Linked DNA regions of Drosophila melanogaster: region 1 is linked to region 2. A link is a contact called in public Hi-C data. All regions are on one chromosome and are shown on one strand. The core of a region is the stretch at or near the end of the contact, and the rest is flanking DNA. Distances in the headings are between cores, read along the strand shown.

What was found. A called contact is a pair of places that touch in the nucleus more often than the background predicts.
Region 1: a Hi-C map of the Kc167 cell line shows a contact between it and region 2, with 2.4 times the contacts expected there. The contact joins the promoter of Pits here to the promoter of swa in region 2. A contact is called at or near these places in 2 of 107 Hi-C or Micro-C datasets (the Kc167 cell line and embryo).

The regions. Positions count from the first base shown.
Region 1 is chrX:12,581,254-12,585,705 of dm6, forward strand. It overlaps Pits (Protein interacting with Ttk69 and Sin3A), which reads right to left and starts at 1,940. Exons shown (of 3, transcript NM_001272557.1): 1 at 319-1,940. The coding sequence starts at 1,297. LIMK1 (LIM domain kinase 1) reads right to left here. Exons shown (of 6, transcript NM_078584.3): 6 at 3,132-4,452.
Region 2 is chrX:6,363,649-6,368,499 of dm6, forward strand. swa (swallow) reads right to left here and starts at 2,060. Exons shown (of 3, transcript NM_078505.4): 1 at 1,678-2,060; 2 at 657-1,496; 3 at 1-568. The coding sequence starts at 1,948. The coding sequence ends at 33. It overlaps Marf (Mitochondrial assembly regulatory factor), which reads left to right and starts at 2,301. Exons shown (of 8, transcript NM_206635.3): 1 at 2,301-2,423; 2 at 2,985-3,515; 3 at 3,711-4,000; 4 at 4,071-4,409. The coding sequence starts at 3,209.

The DNA.
Region 1 (4,452 bases), core at 690-3,189, 6.2 Mb after region 2:
TCGATCCGATCGCTATAAGTGATAAGAAATCCATCACTGATAGGGGATTATCCCAAATCTGTTTTCCACCACGATAGATAGTGTTTTGTACTATCATTTATAAAGCCAAATATTTATCAACGCGGCACTTTTGAGACTCTGATCACTTTACTCTAATTATTATGAAAGGTAGTTTTCAAGGTAGTTGAAACTACTCCTGCTTTTCCCGAATCCCTACTGCAAATGAAAAATTTTCCCATTACTTGCTGCAGCAAAGTTCTTTCTATTGGGTAACCACTGTGCCAAGTATTTTGAATGATCTATGTCATGTTTGCTCACCTGCTTTGAAGGTCGATGCATCGAAACTGGGCGCTCTGACCGGCTGCTGCTTATCACGGAGTCCGCTAAGCTGACGCTCGGGCACATAGCTGACCGCCGCTGGCAGGGATTCGCCACGCGTCAATGGCGGTCTGCCGCCCACGCCACTTGGATCGTCCATGGCGCTGCGCTTGATGCCGGGCGGACAACCGCCGGATACGCCTCCGCCGGCGGATAGGGAGTTGCCAGCACTGCCATCTGGCGCCAGGCCGTGTCCCGACTGCTGTTGCTGCTGGCTTACATCCACATCGACATCCTCGCTGGGCGGACGCTTTAAATTCACGGATAGGGCGGGCGGTAGGCTGCCACCGCCACTGCCGGCGGTGGGTACGCCGCCGCCGGGTGCACCGCCACCGCCGCGGGTCGCATTTGGCGGCAGGTGGTGGGGCGTCATGTGTGAAATGCGTACGGGTCGTACGCCGCCACCGGGGGCATCCTCCAGCTTAACGGGATAGTCCAGTGGCGGACCGATGCGTGGCACTGGCATTTGATAGGGCATCTGATGGTGATGATGCACTGCAGCAGCGGCGGCGGCAGCAGCAACGGCATTGCCCAGCGAACTGAGCGAACCGGCGCCCGACGGACCTGGACCACCACTTCCGGGCGGAGCACCCGGTGGACCGCCGCCACCTCCGCCGCGATGGGAACCCGGTCCTTGTCCCGGAACTGGACCGACTTGTAACTGTTGTTGCTGCTGTAGGACGACGGCGGCCGCTGCAGCGGCGGACACTTCGCCGTTCTCATGGGAACGCTGCTGTTTGCTGGCGGGATGGAGACGCTTCATTTGGCGGGCGGCGTCCAGCACCGCCTCGATGCGATCGGCGCCCTCATAGTTGACGCAACCGCGGCACACCGCCTCCGAGAAGTCATTGATCATCGCCCAGGGCATGCGGGGTAAATCGCACAGATAGCAGTGCTGCCTTTTCGTTTGCAGCGACATCCTGCTGCGTTTCTGGAAACTGTCAACTGGCAACTAGCAACTGTCAACTGTCAATTGGCAACTGTCAATTGGAAGCCCTGGATGGGCTGGATCTGGAAATGGGTTTGTGCTGTTTTAGCTCACTGGAATGGCTAACTGTTCCTTCCTGCTGGATTCCCAATTCCTATTATTTATTATTTTCTCCTTTTTTTTCGCTTTCTTTTTTCTTGTTTCAGCTTCTTTTCGGTTGTGCGTTGTAGCTATTTTTCTTATTTAGCATTTGTTATTCATGTTTTCGTATTGATTTTCGCACACACGCACATATACACGCGCGCACGCACGCATATTTCACCGCGCTTCCACCCGAAAAAAATTCACTTATGTTTTTTCCTTCAGCTTCAGCTTCTTCTTCTTCTTCTTTTCTATTGTGCTGCGCCGCGCTGCTCGCCAACACGCACGCACACAGGCACACACACCACACACCACACTTAGGCACGCGCGCCGCAGAGTGAAAGAGAGAGGGTGCGCGCGAGTAAGCGGGACACGTAAATGTACGACGACGCCAAAAACGTGTAGGAACAAAACGAACGATGAGATCGCAGCGACGCAACGAATGACTGAAAAAGCGACCGGACGCCACACAGCTTGCTGATAGAGTGTGGCCTTGGCTGGTATGTGAGAATATACCCCAGGGGCCAAGCGAAATGTACTAAAAAATCTTCGCTGCCGCAATGGGAAATACCAAGAAAATACCTGAAATACTGGCTTATATCAGAGACACGAACCTTTCAGTGGACTTCAACCAGGGTTGCCAAAGTGGCTGAGACTGTAGCGAAGACTTCAACCATGATAAAGCTAAGGAAATTTTAAATTTTCTTTAAAATTTAGCATCATTTTGAGCATAGTAATTCTACTATTTCGTATTAATATATATAGCTTTTAATATATTGCTCCTAATATTACGCCCAAATATTAAAAATAAACCCTTTTGGCTGTTTAAGTAATTAAAAATAATATTTATTTTTATTTTTAACCCCCTTTGGGGCTACGACCCTGCCAGCGTACGTGCCTGCACGTCATATTCACGAAACGGAATCTAGTGACGAAGTCCTTCCCCCAAAGTCCGCCTGTAAGTATACCATGTAAAGTTCGTGGATACACATCCGTTTTTCGTATAGATACCGAACGTATGTACATAGGATACAGTTATGTAGACCTTGAATCTGGTATGCTCCGTCTCTTTCGCTCGGCGAACAGCTGACTTAACAGAGCTCTGTAACTGTTAATGAAATTAAAAGCCCTCATTCCTAGCAAAAAAAAAAAAAAAAACAAGGACATCCGTAAAGCACTGCGCAGGACCACAAACTGCAAGCATGTATGTGTATGCATATCGTTGCATATATGTACATATGTATAGGCGAAAATGCTTGGGTGTTCGTATTCCTGGCGTTTGGCCTGAATCGATTTCCCGACCATGGTCTGGGACAAATTCCGTATCTGTGCGTACATCCTGTTAAAAGGAAATGCGGAAAAAGGAGCCACCAGATACAGAAACACACGAACAAGCAACGACCTCGTAAACGGGGTCCTTTCCTTACACCCCCACCTTTCCATACAGTCCCGGCCATAAGTTTATGTCCGTGCACGCGCAACTGTACTCGCTTCTTAACATTTCATTTGAGATTTTATTTATGAAATGTTTGGCTCAATTAAAGATATAAAAATATTCTTTAAATTGCCACAAAATTAAAATTCCACAATAAAGACACTAGAAAGTTTAAAAGTTTTTTTTTAATTTCCTCTTTTATTAACAAAAAATGTTTTAAGATTAAAATCAAAAGAGAATCTACGAACTACGTTTATACACAAGCTTTATTTGTAATTACAGACCTTTCGACTCCCGAATAAGTAGGCAACAAAAACTGCATTAGTTATAAACTTATTTACAAGTGGGTAGAAAATGTTGCTATACTGATTATATATGTTCAACTGTTAAAAGGCATAAAGAATTGAATCGAAAATTCTATAAGCGTTACTCAATTTTCGAAAAGCAGGCGTATAAACGTAGTTACAAGGTGGTGTGGGGTCAAAATACAACACATTAAATTAGCTGCATATAAAAAATATCGCACATATTTGTTGTATATAGATAGTTAAATGCTAGATCGGTTCGGCGCGGCCACTGTTCTACTGGCATACGTCCGTATAACAAGGGCCCGACTCAAATGTCTTATGTAAGCAGTTAATTGCAAGCGTTTCGATCCTATATGTATATAGGTTTAGGTATATAATGGCTATATAAAGTACACAGTATAACAGTATTAGGCTTGAGCGTGTGCGTTTCATTTGTATAACAGTTAGCGTGTGTGTGTGTTTGTATGTCTGTTCGTATCAATTACAACTAAAATTGCCTTTGAGCAAAAACATTCTTATATATTTAGTTATAGGAGTTAGACTTATTCTCGTCAATACAAAAAAGTTTGTTTCTTAGCATTGTTAATTATTGTTCTTGGAATGAGGGGACGGGGTGAATGGGTCGAGAATCGATAAATAATAAATTAGATTTAAGCACTAACATGGAATACGTTTATCTATATAATTATGGAATAGATATACAAATACATTTATATACGCTGTTTATCAAAAAATATTTAAACCACAATTTTTCTAGTTAAAGTTCTTTTCGTTCCTTTTGTCTTTTTTTTGCGGGTGGGATCTCCCTCTCTCGAGGATTCTTCAGATTCGTTCGTTTTTCGCATCAACATCATGGCACAAGTTTCTTCCTTCTCTCTTTATCCGTCTTTCGCTATCTCTTTCGCAATATAACTTTATGTCAGACAATAGTGGGTTAAACAAGTATTTGCTTAGCTTTGCTTCTAGTTCAGTTTTTTTTTTTAGGTTAGTCGAGACAGTTGTTACCCTGTAATCTTACATACTATAATTATTCGCTTGGTTTATACAATCCGTGTAAATATTGCAACTTATTGGTTTTTCATTCCTATCAGGCACTTAACCTTCGTTCAGTTGAAACTTAAAATCAAATGTTGGAATCAAAAAAAAAATAAACACTTTCGTCGGAATGTTGATCTTGTTATGTGCGTATAACAGTTGCGTTTATAACAGCGGCACAGTTCACTGGTTCTTAATGTTACATTACACTTTAAAAGTCATTATGT
Region 2 (4,851 bases), core at 810-3,309:
AAATAAATAAAAGTGGATGGTGGAAGGCTGGACTAGCGCTGGTTCCTTTGGTCAACGAACTCCTCCTCGGGCATCGCAGGCAAACCATCCTTGTATGTGACATTGCTGCGGTTCAATGGATCACCATTACGGCAGCGAACGCAGGGCCCCAGGAATCGTAGCATCCGACTGCCCAGTGTCGTCCTTTTACTCCTAAAGTGGTCATGCGCCTCCAAATGCGACATCGACATCGAGTGGACCAGCAGACGCGTCTGACTATCGTTGATGCTCTGATTATGAATGGTGTCATGGCTCTGATTGCGCCCCTGACTGATATTGAAGCCCATCACCTCGATGACTCGGTTGTTGCGCTTGTCAAAGTAGTACATGCCCTCATGCTGGCCCCATTGCCTGGGCGAGATGAGCTCCCCCTGTTGTTCCCACTGCCGCCTGGAGCTGGGTCGCTCCTCCTCGTGCGCCTCCACCTCGATGGCCGAGTCGTTGCTGCTCGGCTGGCTGGTTTCCGAGTTGTTGGGCGCCGGGGTTCTTCTGACCAAGGCCCTGGATGAGGTTTCCACACGATGTTCGCCTTGAATAGAAACCAACAAAAATCCATGTTAGTCAATCTTATTCGAAATAATCTACAGATCTAATAAAATAGCATTGCGATTGCTTACCACTACCGCTGCCATCAGCTTCGGTGCTAACGCTGCTAAAGTCCAAAGATTGTGGATGAATCGCGCGTTGGACCTGGACGGGATTCTGGGCCACTCGGGCAGAAGGCGCCACACTGAGCAGTGCCAACTCGATGGATCCTTTGCTGCTGTTGTAGGTCAGGTCGCCCAGGGGATGGGGTGTGACCAGGACGTTTCCGGAGGCGGGTATGGTGTCCACCAGGAAATCCGTTTGAGTGGCCTTGGCACTGGTCGCCGATCGAATGTGGTACATGAAGTGGTGCTGTGAGTTGTCCTGCTGGCGCCTAAGCTTCTGCTGGCATTCGCTTAGCTCGGTGCGCAGGGTCTCGAAATTGCACTTCATCTTCACAAAATCATCTGTCTTTCTGTCCAGTCGTTCCTGGACATACTCGTTGAAGCCCTGCAGACGCTTCGCTTCTACTCTCAATGAGTTGATCTTTTGCTGCAGGCTCTCGTTCTCGGCCAGCAATCGATCAAAGCTGCTGCTAGAGTTGTTTGAATTGGAATTGTAATTCGAATCGGAGTTGGAGTGAGTCTGGCAGTTTTTGTCCACCTTGAAGTCACCATCATGGACATACACCTGCTGCAATGTGGGCGTTAGACTCTCCGGCATAGAGTTCACTCGCTGGAATCCGGCGAACTTCACATTGCGTCTCTTTTGGTCCTGCGCCTGGATCTCCGCTATGTACTGGCCCACCTTGCTGGTCACGTGCTGGAAGCGGCGCTTCGTGTAGGCCGAATGGATGTCCTGGTAAGAGACCGCCTTGCTGGAGCGCCCGCTGCCCAATGGAGCCTTCTCGCAACCCAGTTTATGATCATCGCCTGGTTGAATAAGAAAGGATACATGTTAGCACTAGCTAATTGACTGTGCCCATTGAATGAAGTACCCATTATACATCGAGACATGGAAGTACCAAAATTATACATATATGAGATATGTTTGATGGGAATATTTCTCCCATTGTAGTTAAGCAAGTGTAGAGAGAGAGCGAACACTTCTTACCATCGACATCCTCATCATAGTCGTCCTCATCCTCCTGATCACGACCCACGGGATCGCTTACGCATGTCTTGGCGCTCTTGTTGGCCACATCCCCATCCGCATCAAAGTCTGGATCCGCGTAGCAGATCTCCAAAAATGGCGCTGTATCCCGCTCGAAGACTGCGGGCTTATGGTGCTCCGCGAACCAGGTATTCCTGGCGCCACTGCTACTCAAATTGTTCAGCTGGTCAAACAGCTCGTCCGTCGGAAAACTCTCGTCCTGTAGACTCATCGCTTTTTATGCGGAAATCCGAAAAGCGGGGGAAATAATACAATTAACACGAGACACAAAATTACACGCGGATTCCAATTGGAGCGGGAAAGGCGCCGTTACATTCTGGCTAACTGGAAACTGGCTAGTGTGACCATTTCCAATCAGTGAAAATCATTGTCAGGGTAAATTCTATTTTTAAATTAGACAAAATTTAAATTAGACAATAAAAATAAAAATAAGCTAGGTGGTAGTAATTGAAAAAAATTAATTTCAATTAAATATGGCAGCGAATTGAAAAAATACCATATTAAGCTTTCGACTGGCATAAAAATATACTAGACATGGGAAGGCATAAAAATGCACTAACGCCGGATGTCAGCGAACAACATGAGTTGGTCACCTTAACGTTACATCATGTGCATTTAAAAAAAATTAATAATATTAACTAAATTTCGTGAAATTGCTTCTCTGCAACTGGATTCTAGTCGGCAATGTACGGTTATTGGAAGTTCGAACCACGCTTTCCACAATTTGCCATTTGAAAACGCATCAGCTGAGGGGCAGCAATTAAAAGAATCGAACAACCGGAGAGGAAAATAAATACAAATATAAAATAAAACAAATACAAATATGAGCGAGAGTGGCATTAATCAGGTTAGTTGATAGAGCGAGAGGGCAGATTAAACTTTATCAACTCGATTTACGCACACAGATGTAAATTGTCAGAAAAAAGAAAAACCAAAAACATTAGATTATTATACTTTTTTCGCCTATATTTGTTTGCAGCGCAATTGGACCACGTGTGTGTGTGTGCGTGCAATTTGCGTTGCGGTATTTTCCTTTTCGCCAAATACAGTGCACTCTCGACATAGCGAACAACAAATCAATAGTTTATGTTCTCTCTAAGATATACTTAGCAAACACATGCTTGATTTTGTAGCGCACATTTTGTTTAACACTTAAACCACTCAAGTTGAGCTTATCTGGTGCGCACTGTATTCAATCGTTTTGTTTTTTCTTTCGTGTCATAATTTTTCATTTAATTTCGTTTCAGTTTTATGACGTTGATTTTTGAGCAAATACCCCCAAAAGCAATATAACACACAATAAACAGAGATAGTTAAGTTTTGAGTTTCGGGTTGGCGGCGAAGTTGCAGAAGTTGGAAGTCTGAACAACCAAATCCCCTGGGCTGCATACCTTTTGTTTTGTATCGCAATTCTCTTCTTCTACCAAAAAACCATCTGCTAAACCGAATCAACCATAAACCGGATCCCGAAATGGCGGCCTACTTGAACCGCACCATCTCGATGGTGACCGGGCAAACGGGCCCCGCCGACGACGACCGTCACGCCTCCTCCACGGACACGGTGGACAAATCCGGACCCGGTTCCCCGCTATCCCGGTTCAACTCATCGCTGCAACAATCCGGCTCCACAATGGCCGCCAATCTGCTACCGGAATCGCGGCTCTATCAATCCAACGACAAATCACCGCTCCAGATCTTTGTGCGCGCCAAAAAGAAGATCAACGATATCTACGGCGAGATCGAGGAGTATGTCCATGAGACGACCACCTTTATCAACGGTGAGTTATGTATTATATTTTTAAAATACCCAACAGAAGCCAATCCTTGAACCTCTATGTTGCATGGTATTCGATAAGAACGATTATGATTCAGTTCATCGTTTTACAAGGGAAATGGTGAAATTTTGATTCTTATCTAACATCTATTGCCTTTGGCGAAATACCCAGTTAAACCAATGTTCGTTGCTCTTTCAGCCCTGCACGCGGAAGCGGAGATCGTGGACAAGGCGGAACGGGAGCTGTTCGAAAGCTATGTGTACAAGGTGGCGGCCATTCGCGAAGTACTGCAGCGGGATCACATGAAGGTGGCCTTCTTTGGACGCACCTCCAACGGCAAGAGCTCGGTGATTAATGCCATGTTGCGCGAGAAGATCCTGCCCAGCGGCATTGGGCACACCACGAATTGCTTCTGCCAAGTGGAGGGCAGCAATGGCGGCGAGGCGTATCTTATGACAGAGGGCTCCGAGGAGAAGCTAAATGTGGTGGTAAGTGGGCTACTCAGCTCTCCTCTGGGAAATGTGTTTCGCCTAATGACCTAGTGACCCTTGTTTGCAGAACATCAAACAACTGGCGAATGCCTTGTGCCAGGAGAAGCTCTGCGAGAGCAGTTTGGTGCGCATCTTTTGGCCGAGGGAACGCTGCAGCCTGCTGCGCGACGATGTCGTCTTTGTGGACTCACCTGGTGTGGATGTGTCGGCCAATTTGGACGACTGGATCGATAACCATTGCCTGAACGCCGATGTCTTTGTGCTGGTCCTGAATGCCGAGTCAACGATGACGCGTGCGGAGAAGCAGTTCTTTCACACCGTCTCGCAGAAGCTAAGCAAGCCGAACATCTTCATCCTGAACAATCGCTGGGATGCGTCGGCCAACGAGCCCGAGTGCCAGGAATCGGTATGATCTTCTAGGCGGCCCCTTTAGTTAGTCCACAATCTCTGTCAGACCCTGCATTACCATTACATGGCAGGCGAACCATATGCCACATATGTGTACATATGTTCGTTTGCCAGCAGTTTTGCACTGCCACATCTCATAAGTAATTTCTTGGACCTCTTCGTATGCCTGTTGTCTCTCTATGTTGATGTGTGTCTTTTGTTTTTGTTTATTACCCAACCAACCAATCAATCTATCAAACAACCAACCAACTATCCACTGTAATCAACGCCAGGAATTGGCTAAGGTAATGAATGAGCTAGACCCGCTTGCTTGGTCCCACAAAAACCCAATCCACTCTGCTTTGGTCTCTTTATCGAATTGAACCGATGAACACCTCCTTGTTGACTCTTCCCAAAGCAGCTTACTTAGTTGCCCTGATTGATTGATCTATGCACTTTCT